2 separate regions of the Zea mays genome follow, and region 2 is linked to region 1. The links are chromatin contacts, called in public Hi-C maps. All regions are on one chromosome and are shown on one strand. The core of a region is the stretch at or near the end of the contact, and the rest is flanking DNA. Distances in the headings are between cores, read along the strand shown.

Region 1 (5,946 bases), core at 1,937-4,436:
GACATGTTCATGTAGTGGAGGACTCCGTGGGAACGGTTGACATATGCAAGGCGAGAATCCTCCGGCCAGGTGGCGGAGTGCACCCGCCCTGATCCTCGGATGAGGAGTAGGCCTTGGTGATTGCTTGGCCTTCTAGATGAACACAAGAACACAAGGGTTTAAAGTGGTTCAGGCCACTGGAGCGTAATACCCTACATCTAGTGTGTGTTGTATTTCTTGAGTACTGAGGAGTTGAAGGTCTGAGTGTAAGTTGACCTCCCCTGCTATGGAGCAAGTGCTCTCCCTTTTATAGTCTAAAGGAGGCACGTTACAAGGGCGTTCAGGCCCTGACTGGTGGGCCTAGGAGAGTTTACAATATCGAGTGGAAAACAACTGGATAGAGCTAATAACGTTGGATCTTGTATACCTTCTTGGGCGATGCGTGATCTTTTAGTGTCCTTATCCTATCATCTTGTCCCGCCTAATCGGAACACATGCCTTGTTGTAGGTTGTGGCGTAGCCTGGTACGTTGCCATGCGTAGGGTGTAACAGATGGTGTCATATTGTCCCCTCCACCTGTCCCTTCATGCCTCGGTAACGCACAAGGAACAGTAGAAGTCATAATGAACGACACCCAAAAGGCGCATTGGGTCAATGCCCTTGCCTCGGTAACATACGGGTAACAGTATAAACTTGTACGTTACAGGCACGCCACACACATTTAATGCCAAGGATACGTTTACTTGCAACTAATGCAGGCAAGCAAGCATCACATCAGCACTCAACGTTGGGGGGCCTATGTCAGAGGCTTTCCTTAGGCATTGTCTGGTGGCTTACGTCACAGGCATTTGGCCACGTGTTAGCACCAAACCTCTGCCTCATTGAGGGGCAGACATGGTGACACTGTCTTCCCAATTTTTTATGGACCAAGGGCTCAACCCACACCAGCAGGGGCCTAGGTGCCTATCGCCCCTACCCGGATGCGTGGTGACTCGGGACCTCACCTAGCCTGAGGTCCGAATGGTGTCTTCCATGCCCAAAGTCTTTCTGAAGGATTGGTGTTGTTAACTAGAGAGCTCCTTCTCCTTTGGGGCTTAATGTTCTCTTCGGATACCTTTGACTGGGGATTTGATGAGTCACAAGGAGGTCCAGGTCCTTATTGTAGGATCCTTGGCCTATAGCCAAAGATGTTAATTCCTCCCCTCATGGGGCTAGATGGAGGCAGCGGTCCTATACATGCGGTGGGTCTGGCCTGGTCATGACTCTATATAGTGGGCATTAGCCCCGTGCTGGGCCGACTGCCTAAGAAATCCTTAACAGTGGCCCCCCGAGGACTCACCTTGACATATCAGGAATGGGTACCCCATATTCGGGGTACCGACAGTTTCCATGTCAGAATTGTTGACCCTTTGGGTGAGGTACCTTAGCCAAGACTACCACCCCATGTTAACGTGACTTGACACCAAACCACCGCCGCACCCTCTTGCCCATATTTTAGGAAAGTTCACTAGGCACTAAGTATATTAAGTTAATTACCAAAGCTAGAGCCATGATACCACTCGTGGTTGCACCGTTTTCCTGGGTGGTCACTCCATGTTCTATTTAATACAATATGATCTTGTTTAATCATTAGATTAACAACCATAATATAAATTTCTTCTCCAGAACAATAATACCTTAAAAAGAGTGACAACGTAATGATAAAGGTGAGCAATAGCATAGTTACTAAGCATAGTTTTAAACCCAGGTTAAACAAGGAACAAGGTTGGTATTTCTAGGTAATCCTATTTAGGCAAACCCATCAAATTATGCACATATCAAAAGTAAATCTTATTAATTGTATTATTTGGTTACAATAATAAATATAGAGGGAGAATCCACTTGCCTTGCTCAAAAGTATCTTGTGGATCTTCCCCAAACAAATTTGGGTCCTCTACCACAAACTCTGTTTCTAATATAGTCACATATCACACATATAAAAAGAAAACATACACCAATAACTAAACATACACCATTCAACAAACAATAAAATATAATTATACAAATCATGCTTACAAAAGGAAAACATCCAAACATAAAACTTGATTCGTAACTATAATATAAATCTAACCATATCAATGGTCATTTTATTCGCTATGACATGAAATACTAATTATTTTGTTTCAATATTTCCCTAGAGAAAACTATATGGCAAGTTAACCATGGAAACATATACTATATAAATTCATTTAAAAATACGTAAATATAGCACGTGGCTTATTCAAACTTTATGAAATATAATTAACCAATTAATTATTGTATTTCTACCAGAAAGCACGTGGGTGATATTTCCTTTTAACTTTTAATTTGAAGAACTACATTAGGAAACTATAATATAATTTAGAAGATATATAACCTATAGTTTATTAAAGGAATTATATGAAACTACTATTTATATTATAGTAGATGAGTTACGAGTTAGTGTGCAGGGTGACCTAACCTACACGGAATACCCTGTCAAGATCATTGATACCTTGACTCGAGTTATGAGGAACAAAGTGATTAAGATGTGCAAGGTACAATGGAGTCATCACACAAAAGATGAAACCACATGGGAACAAGAAGATGAGTTACGAGTAGAATTTCACCACCTCTTTCCTAGTTTGTAGTAATCTCGAGGTCGAGATTATTTTTAAGGGGTAGGATTTGTAATACCTAACTTTTATATAATAAAGGAGGGGTTAATATTCTTATGTGCTCTTCCTTTATGGTTATATGCAAAGTAAATAGACATAAATAATTTAAACATATCATGCTGATTTTTTGTGGTGCATCTTAATGGAAACCTGAAGATCTAAACTTTACTTGAATTCAAAATTCAAAAGGGAAGAAAGGGGAAATCAAAATCTATAAAGGAAGCTTTAAATAAGTAAATTATACATTTCTATAAGTAACACAATATTAAGTAAAATAAATAATATTAAAATTAGCAGTAAGAATTTCATCTATATTGGAAATTTATTGGTACATTTTAAATCTGGCATTCAAAACTAAACCCTGAGTTTAATATGAAATTGAAAAAATAAAAGAAAGGAAAATGGAAAAGAAAAGAAAAGAAAAAGGAAAAGAAAACCTGGTTGGGCCTAAACCTACACATTAGGCCCCTTACCCTTTTCTATCCCGCCGCGAGGCCTACCATGCGGCTCGGCGCCGACATACTGGCCCCACTAGTCAGCTGCAACACCACGCCCGACCTCCCTGTTCCCCGCTGACCACCCGGGCCCGCTCTCCAGCCATCCCTCACGGCGCGCGTGCGGTTTCTTTTCGTCGTTGACATTGCGGGCCCATTTGCCAGACTCTGTGCGCCTTCCTCTCCGCGCGTAACAACCGGGAGCCGACGTAACCAACTCCCGCCGAGACAGCTGGCCGATCCAATCGCCCCATCTTAGCATATATGTGGACGCAGGTGCCGTCGACCGCCTCCTTGAGTTCCTAGCCGCCAGAAGCCCTAGCCGCCGAGAGCTAGCGCTGACAGACGTGAGGTATTGCCGCCAGCGGCGGTCCACGTGAGCAACGCCGTCGGGTCATCGCCGAGGAATCGTAGAGCTTTTCTGGTGCATGTGAAGCGCTCCTGCGGAGTTTCAAGGCTCGCGGGTTAATCAGGGCTTCGGAACTCGTCGCCGGAGTTGACTCTCTGCCACGCGTCGAGGCCAGGCGTTACCCACAAAATCCTCGGTATGTTTCCCCCCATTGTGTTCGCCTTCGTTAGCACATCGCAGAGCACCGGGGAGCACTAGGGTTAGTGAATCAGGTCCCTGGTCGCGCTGCTCACCGGAGTGCACCACCGTGAGGGAGCAGACGTCGCCGCTCGGTGACCGCCAGGAAGGAGGATGGGTGTGTGACCGTACATCGGCTGCTCGAAGGCTCAGATTAGATTCTGGTAGCGTTTCAGGATCGATTGTATTGGGATGTTTGATCTGATCGGAGGGTTAGGATTGAAGCGCGCCTTCATTATATCATGGTCGTAACTCTCGGAGTGAACGACATCATCCACATACCGATTCATCGTCTGCAATAATCTTATCTGGACCGCTTGATTGAAACGGGTGGTTCAGATCTAAGAATACCCTTTCGCCTACACATCAGGTTCCTTAAAACCTGACCCGGTTTGAAGCGCTGTCCGCGTTTCATGGGATGTTCGCCCATCGGGTGCCGACACGTGGACACTGCTCTAGAGTCGCGGACGCGAAACTTCCATCCAATGACGTTGAGTGCTGAGCAGTTCCGTCTCCCTCCTGACCTTCCCTCCCTCCACACCCTCCCTCTCCCGTCACGCCCCTGCCTCCTCCCCCGATCTCGCTGTCGAGCCTGCGTCCTCTGCGTCGTTCATGGTAGGCCGGCTCCACCAGCCTTCCTCCCCGCGTCGTCCCCAAGATTCAGGCCTCTCTGTCCTCCTCTCCTCGCTTCCACCGCCCCTGGTCGGACTCCGCTAGCCGCCCCCTCCGCCTGTGCACCCGACGGTGGCCTCCGCGACCGACCTCTCCTCTTCACCGTCGCCTGCTTGCCTCCTCCGCCAGGAGTGTATTTACGTCGTGGGGAGGAATATGACGCCAGCGGGCTCCTTTGGCGGGGAGGACTGCAGGAATCAAGGGTTGGGGGCGGGTGCCCATGCCGCTCCTGTGGCCTTGCCATGTCCATTTCTTGCCCCCTCTGTCTGCCCACCCGCCTCCTCCTAGGGTTAGGGCTCGCATCACGGGGGGCTGTGGCACCCGGTGCAATGCGGAGGCTGTTGGGGCTCGCGCTCTGTGCATCCGCCGCCACGCGATCTAGGTGCTGGTGGCGTTCTCCCTGATCGACGCGCTCGCCATGTTATTCTTATTCCTCGAATCGCCCCTTGTGTTTACGTCGCTGCTCAGGGTAGGGGCGGCTGCCGCGGCGTCGCGGAAGCTCGACCTCGATGATGCGGGGCAAGCAATGCTGGCGCGTCTCGTGAAGCACCCGCACAGGGAGGCCCTCTTGGCGGACGCATAGCGGCGACGGGCGCACCGGTTAGTGGGGATCGTCTCTGACCTCGACCTCCGCCACCTTAACTCTACACGCTCTGGTTTGCTCCGCAAGGCCTGATATGCTGTTCGGGAAGCATGGGAAGAGTGGTCTCGTGGCTCTCAACTTGGATTTCGATCAAGTCAAGGAGTTTATCAAGGAGCGGCTGGGGATTGAGGTATAGCATCTGCTTGTGTGAAAAAAAACTTGTCCTTGAGACATGCTACATTACTTGATTCTGTTTCCTGTGATTCATTGATTTTTAGGTTGAGATGGGTGGTTGCAAGGCTTAAATCATGACCTTCATCGTCGAGCCATTCGTGTCACATGATCAAGAGTACTACCTTTCGATTATTTCAGAGAGGTTGGGCAACATTATCAGCTTCTCAGAGTGTTGGAGGGATTGAAATCGAGGAGAACTGGGACAAGGTTAAGACTATTTTTCTTCCTACTGAGAAGCCAACGACGTTTGATTAATGTGCTCCTTTGATTGCAATCCATCCATTGGAGGTACTTGTTGCTCTCCTCCTTAGTTCTAACCTCAATACCTCCATGTTAACTCATTTCTCGCATTGGAGGCACTCCTTATTTGCTGATCAGGCACACAAAAAATTTGGTGACTTCATTAAAGGAGTATTTGCTGTCTTCCACATATTTTGGAAATGTTTATTTGCCTGCTGTAGTGAATTAAGAAATTTTCATGTCACTATATTTTCTTATTTTCCATGTTTATAATAATTATGCTCCATCTCCATACGGATTTCTCATTTCTTGAGATGAATCCGTTCGCCATGGTCAACGGGGAGCCATATCCTCTGGACATCAGAGGAGAACTAGATGACACAACAGCCTTCAAAAACTTCAAGAAGTGAATCAGATTTCCCAGAGATACCATTTCTTGTTGTCATTGTTGGATTTACTCTTATCAATTGTGCAGGTGGGGAG
Region 2 (5,946 bases), core at 2,512-5,011, 150 kb after region 1:
ACATGAGATACCATAGCATCTCTATGTGGATAGTCCTTAGACAAAGATCGTCTTGAGAAAAAGTGATAGGAATATGGGACCACTTAGTCCTGATGTAGGGTCCTTGGACACCTACATGATGTACCCTTCTTTGGGCCTCTTTCTTTTTCTTTTTGTTGCTGGGTTCGAAGCTCGAGCCCTCAGTGATGGGGAGCACAAGCTTCTACAATGTTGACGAGGAAGCTTGATGGCTTGCCATGCTCTTCGTCATAATGTAGCTTACTGTGGTTGTGAGATCGCCGGAGGTGGGCGCCAATGTTGGTCACTTGTTATTAATTATTACATGGCATCAAAAACAACGCAACATAAGTTGAGAAATTTGCACCTTCACCCTTAATTTATCACTTCTTCAAAGTGTTAGCTTGAGGACGAAGGTTTTTCAAAAGGAGATGTTAATGAAATAGTATTGAATGGAATGATGATGGACAATAAAGTATGAAACTCATCTCTTGTGCCTTAGCATTTTTATTCTATATATCTTCCTTCATATTATACAAGTTTACAAACGTACCTTCGGCTTCTTTGCACAAGATAGCTCGAAGATACTTTGAAGGCTGAGCGAAATGAAGCTTAAGGCCCTCAAAAAGGTGAATTTATGTAGGACACTGTTCAACTATTTATAGGGAAGTTGAACAACTTCATTGTAAATTATAAACATGCCCACAAAGTTTACACACATGATTTACAAATGATGCAGGGACATCACTGTCTTTTCTCTTTGTATCTTGTTGAACAAGTCTTGAACTTCTTCTCCTTTGTTGCCTTTCATCCGAAGCATTCTCCATGCCGAGGCTAGCGACCTTGGCTCGCACCTTCGCCGCTTGCGTGTATGGACGAAGCTTCTTACACGCCACTTCAACCGAAGGCCAGCTTCGATCGTCCTTCATTATATGCTTGAAACACATTTTCTTGTATCGAAGCAAAGCCGTTTTGAGGACCTTCGGTAAGGCAGGCCCCCAACAGTGCCCTTGGCAAGTTTCGTAGTTTGTATGTATAGGAACTGAGGACATGATTGTAATTTCGTATGAAGTTGTACACCGGCTTGCTACTATATGTCCATATGTAATTTGATTATATGTAATCATGTGATTAATATGGTGTTTGAAACTACTTTGATGTAATATGATTCTGTTGGTCCTTCGTTTTGAGCTGGTTGGAGTTTTGCTTGTATGAAACTTCCTACGTTACTCTTTGCTACCAAATGCAATTCTGCTGGTTCAAGTTTTCTAGTTGTATACTTTTTGAGTTTGAGCTGCACCCTTGTTGGCTTGAAGCTATATGAATTGACCTACTTTATGGTATTCCAGACTGTGCCATGGCTTGAAGCTATATGAACTGACCTACTTTATGGTATTCCAGACTGTGCCAGTTGTGTGATTCTTACCTACATGCTTTGTGAGTTTCAGGTGGACCTTTTTTGGTTGAAGCTGTATGACATGTCCTGTTGTATGGTATTCTAGACTTTACTAGTTTTTAGATGTTTAGTTGTATGCTTTATGACTGTCACATGTACCCTTTTGGGTTCAAGTTGTATGGCCTGGACTGCTGAAAGGTATTCCAGACTTTACCAGTTGTTTGATGTTTGAAGTAGCTCAAGAACTATGATGTATTGACTTTATTGATGATCCCTAGAGCATATTATATACACTGGGTATTTTTCACCTCCTGTTATGTTGTTTTCTAAGTTGACTGGTTGTCAGTTTTGGGTGAGGCTACCATCCATCTCATTGTTTTGTTGGCCTGGCCTTTTGGTTTTGCAATCTAACTGTTGTGCAATGTTGAGTTTTTTTCATTTTTTTCATCTATGTTATATTGGTTTTTCAATATGTTGTCAATGCGCTCCAACTAAGGGGATCAGATGATGTTTGTCAATGTCCTAGATCAAACTAGAATTATTGAAATATGAGGCTTACTACTTTGCATTTTCTTTATATGGCCTAATGACTTAGTATGTGGTGTTCTGTGGGCAACAACCTAGTATATATGAAACATGACACGAATGTAATGACCAAGTGTGTGGATTCAAAAACAGTTCTTATAAATTCTATCAGACCTATGAAGAAGCAAGTTAAAGGCTACAGTTCATATTTTGGAGTCATGGTTGAAAAAATGAACCAAAGAAAGTTGTATTAGCCTCAAGAGTCAAGTTTGTGTATTACTTGAGAGAACTTGTAATCATGTTTCAATTGGTAGTTATTTTTTGTTTAGTGTTCAAGATAATGTAAACTTGTAGTTCTGTGTAACATTGGAACTCTAAATGTATTTGTAATAGTGGAACTTTGAATGTATGAAGTGACAATGTAATCTTGTATGAATTTATAATAATTGAACTTTTTATGTTTTTCCTAGTGTTCAGAATTAACTGGTGATTAATCATGTTATGGATAATATTGAGTGTGGCGTCAAAACTATCTATCCATACACAATTTGGCGCCAAAACCACGGTTGACGCCAAAACCACGGCTGGCACCAAAACCAGAGTTAGCCGCATAGGTTCATTCAACCAACGAAACAGACGAGCGCCGGTTGATGCGACATAGACAACCAATCAGATTCTTGAAGCAGCTAGAACGAGCTCAGAAATGAAACCAAACAGTCCAACTTAAGGCTTGTTCGGTTAGCTCTCAATCCATGTGAATTGAGTGGGATTGGATGGGTTTGAATCCTAAACAAGTCAAACTTCTTATTAATTTTTTCCAATCTCATCCAATCCATATATATTGGGAATAACCGAACAAGCCCTTACCTCATCCTAGCTATAAAAAACAGTAAGGGCTTGTTCGGTTATTTCCAATACACATGGATTGGATGAGATTGGAAAAAATTGTGAAGAAGTTTGACTTGTTTGGGATTCAAACCCATCCAATCCCGCTCAATCCACATGGATTGAGAGCTAACCGAACAAGCCCTAAGGCTGTGTTGGGCCATCCTTGCCCTATAAGGGGCTATGTCATTAGCAGGACCTGTGAAGGGTGTATATCCGGTCCTTCCGACCTGTTCTCATGACACAAGTAGACAGACAATAAAACGTAAGATACCCATCTTCGATGTCTACACAGCCATCGAGAAGGCGAAGAAAAAGCGCAGCATGTTTTTAGCCGTGACAGGTTATCATTGGACGAGGAATCTAGTGCCAGCTGTCGGTCGGTTCTTCTAGATGGATCAAACTATCAAGGGCCTGTGGAACCTGGAGTGCCGTGGTGGTACAAACATCTCACGTTTCCTTCTGTCTTCGTTGTAGATGTATATATATAGTACTCGTAGTTGAATTTTCTGTAAAAAAACCGTGCATGTGAAACAAGTTGCTTGGTGCTTGCCCTTCCAATTGGCTGACCAGCCCGGCCATATCGGTCATCTGCAGATTAAACTGCAGATGAGCATTGACAAAATTTGAGCAGCTAGCGGCCGTCGTTTTCAAACGAAGCGTGATGCTCTTGCCCTCTGTGTCTATATATAATCTATCTTGTTATAATATAGTATTCCACCCGTTCATAAATATATGATATCGTTAATTTTTTAAAATATTTTCACCACTCGTCTTATTAAAAATAATTTATTATTTATTTTCTTGTGATTTGTTTTATAACTTAAGATAGTTTGTGTTTAATTTAAAATATTATATATTTTTAATAAATATTTTGAATAAGATAATAGGTTAAAATTTTCGAAAAAAGGTATTATATATTTATAAAATGAGGTAGTACTAGTTGAGATGACAACATGAAAAAGAGGTCAAATGACAAGCTGGTAACGAAAAACGTCTGGTTTTGTCAGAAGAAGAGGAGCCGCCCGAAACACACCAAACAGCAGAAACCGTCGTGGTACAATCTGTGACAAGTGTCCTTTGGCTTGGCATCCATAGGCCACCGCCATCAGCAGTCCAATACAGTGACCTGACCTCCACGCGAAGCCACCACCACAACTCCACAAGATCTAGAACCTAAGAACCTGCAGAGGAGAGGAAGAGGAGCTTGGGGAGGAGATGGCCGGCGCCGAGGGCGAGAGGTGGGTGGGGCTAGCAACGGACTTCTCGGAGGGGAGCCGGGCGGCGCTGCGGTGGGCGGCGGCCAACCTGCTGCGAGCCGGCGACCACCTGCTGCTGCTGCACGTCATCAAGGAGCCCGACTACGAGCAGAGCGAGGCCATCCTCTGGGAATCCACCGGCTCCCGTACGCACCCTTTCTCCAGTCTCCATCTCCTCCTACTCTTTGCTTGGTGCTTGCAATTGCGATTCCTCCTAGGTTGCTACTGCTACTGCCTAGTCTCGCTAACCAATTGGTCCTAACCGCACAAACACTAGCGCTACTGCGCTAGCACGACTTCCCCCTCTATCTTTCTCTTCGTAACGCCTGCAAGATTTGGCGGCATGTCAAGTAACCTTACCGCGCGATACTAGGCGATTTCGTCGCTTCGCTGGTTGCTCGTTGTGCTTAAGCCTTAAGGTCGTTAAGCGGGTGTGCTAGCCTAATCTGAATCTCTTTCGGTGTAATCTGGATTTGGGATTCGGAGTAATAGTCGTTGATCTGATGTGTGTTGTCTGGCATTCTCGCCGTTGTATCTTTGCTATTCGAGTCTGGATTAATTTATTTCCTTCAATCGGTTTACCATGCTTTCCTAAAGCTGGATCACGACCTACCTTAACCTAAAGAGTTAGGATTGAGATAGAATGATGCGGGGGAAATTGGTGTGGGGTGTGTGTTGGCGTCTTTTCAGGCTAAATACTAATGATCCCTAGATTCAGCTCACTGGGGTCGAGACCCTCGGACCTCTATGTGTGAGATGTCTGACGGTCTGCGATAGGTCGTCGAATCATCTGTGGTAGGGCATTGGACTGTCCGTGGTAAAGCGGCGGACCGTTCGCGACAGCACAGAGAGCTCTCGGGTGAATCTAGATCTCGCCTCTCGTTGGGACCCTGTCAGGAAGAAGAGATCATAGGGTTACTTTAGAATCTATATGACGTAGAGCCAAAAGAGAGGTGAAGATAGGAGTTAGGGAGCTACAAAATTTAGTGTCCAACAGTGTGCCTGCAACGGATCATGCCTTGAATTAAATCTGTGTAAAATTCGTCATCATTTTACTCGATTTTTCACTGGCCGGCCGACCACCAGTGGATGCTATTGCTAGTTCAGTGTCATTTCCTAAGAAAGACTTGGTAACTACCACTACCATATGCTGCCTTTGTGAAGTCACATTGACAATGAGCCTTCTTTGTTCAGCTCAGGAGTCAGAACTGTTTTCCATTTTATTTAGAAAGATGCCACTGCTCAGCTGATTTTTTTTTTGTTGCCTGCTAGGCAATAAATCTGATGCTAGTAACCATTGCAATTACTCATGAGCCGTTCACTTTCATCTTCTTTGAGTATTAAACTGGCTGGCCTGTGACATCACAATTTCGTTAGAGATGATGATGCTAGAGTAAGGAACAGGACCTTGCATTCGCACGCAGATGTTATATATCTTACGGATACATAAAGTGAAATTCAGATTTTTTTCTATTTTCCCGCCTCAATGTTCAGTAATCACCTCCAGCAATCTATATGGTGCAGCTTAGTATCTATAGTTTGTATATTTCATAGCATCGATGTAGATGTTACTTTCATCCTAACATGATTTATCATCATAATTATCATTATGTGACAGCCTGAATGCTCAATACCCTCTTTGTATTTTTTTTGTTAAATATAACAGCGTTGATTCCCCTCTCGGAATTCTCTGACCCTATCATTGCGAAGAAATATGGAGCAAAGCCGGACATAGAAACCTTGGACATCCTGAACACTACAGCTACCCAGAAGGATGTGAGCACACCAAGCCTTTGATTGTGTGGTCTGCTATTTCCTTCTCAGTGATGCTTTATCGAGGTTTTGAGTTTCTTTTGCTAAACAGATCGTGGTGGTTGTGAAAGT

Evidence for each region. A called contact is a pair of places that touch in the nucleus more often than the background predicts.
Region 2: a Hi-C map of leaf shows a contact between it and region 1, with 9 times the contacts expected there. The contact joins the promoter of LOC100194018 here to the enhancer-like site in region 1. A contact is called at or near these places in 11 of 25 Hi-C or Micro-C datasets (ear, endosperm, leaf and 2 more) and 1 of 3 datasets of contacts at active chromatin or transcription factors (seedling).

The regions. Positions count from the first base shown.
Region 1 is chr6:136,753,410-136,759,355 of Zm-B73-REFERENCE-NAM-5.0, forward strand. No RefSeq gene overlaps it. Among protein-coding and RNA genes, the nearest start is that of LOC109940545, 70 kb to the right of the region's middle. Within about 2 kb of position 3,187, at least 18 of the 20 cell types and tissues checked have an H3K27ac peak or open chromatin away from gene starts, as enhancers often do. A contact at or near this core is called in ear, endosperm, leaf and 2 more, where this site is marked.
Region 2 is chr6:136,906,867-136,912,812 of Zm-B73-REFERENCE-NAM-5.0, forward strand. It overlaps LOC100194018, which reads left to right and starts at 3,762. Exons shown (of 4, transcript NM_001139081.2): 1 at 3,762-4,208; 2 at 5,729-5,838; 3 at 5,927-5,946. The coding sequence starts at 4,022.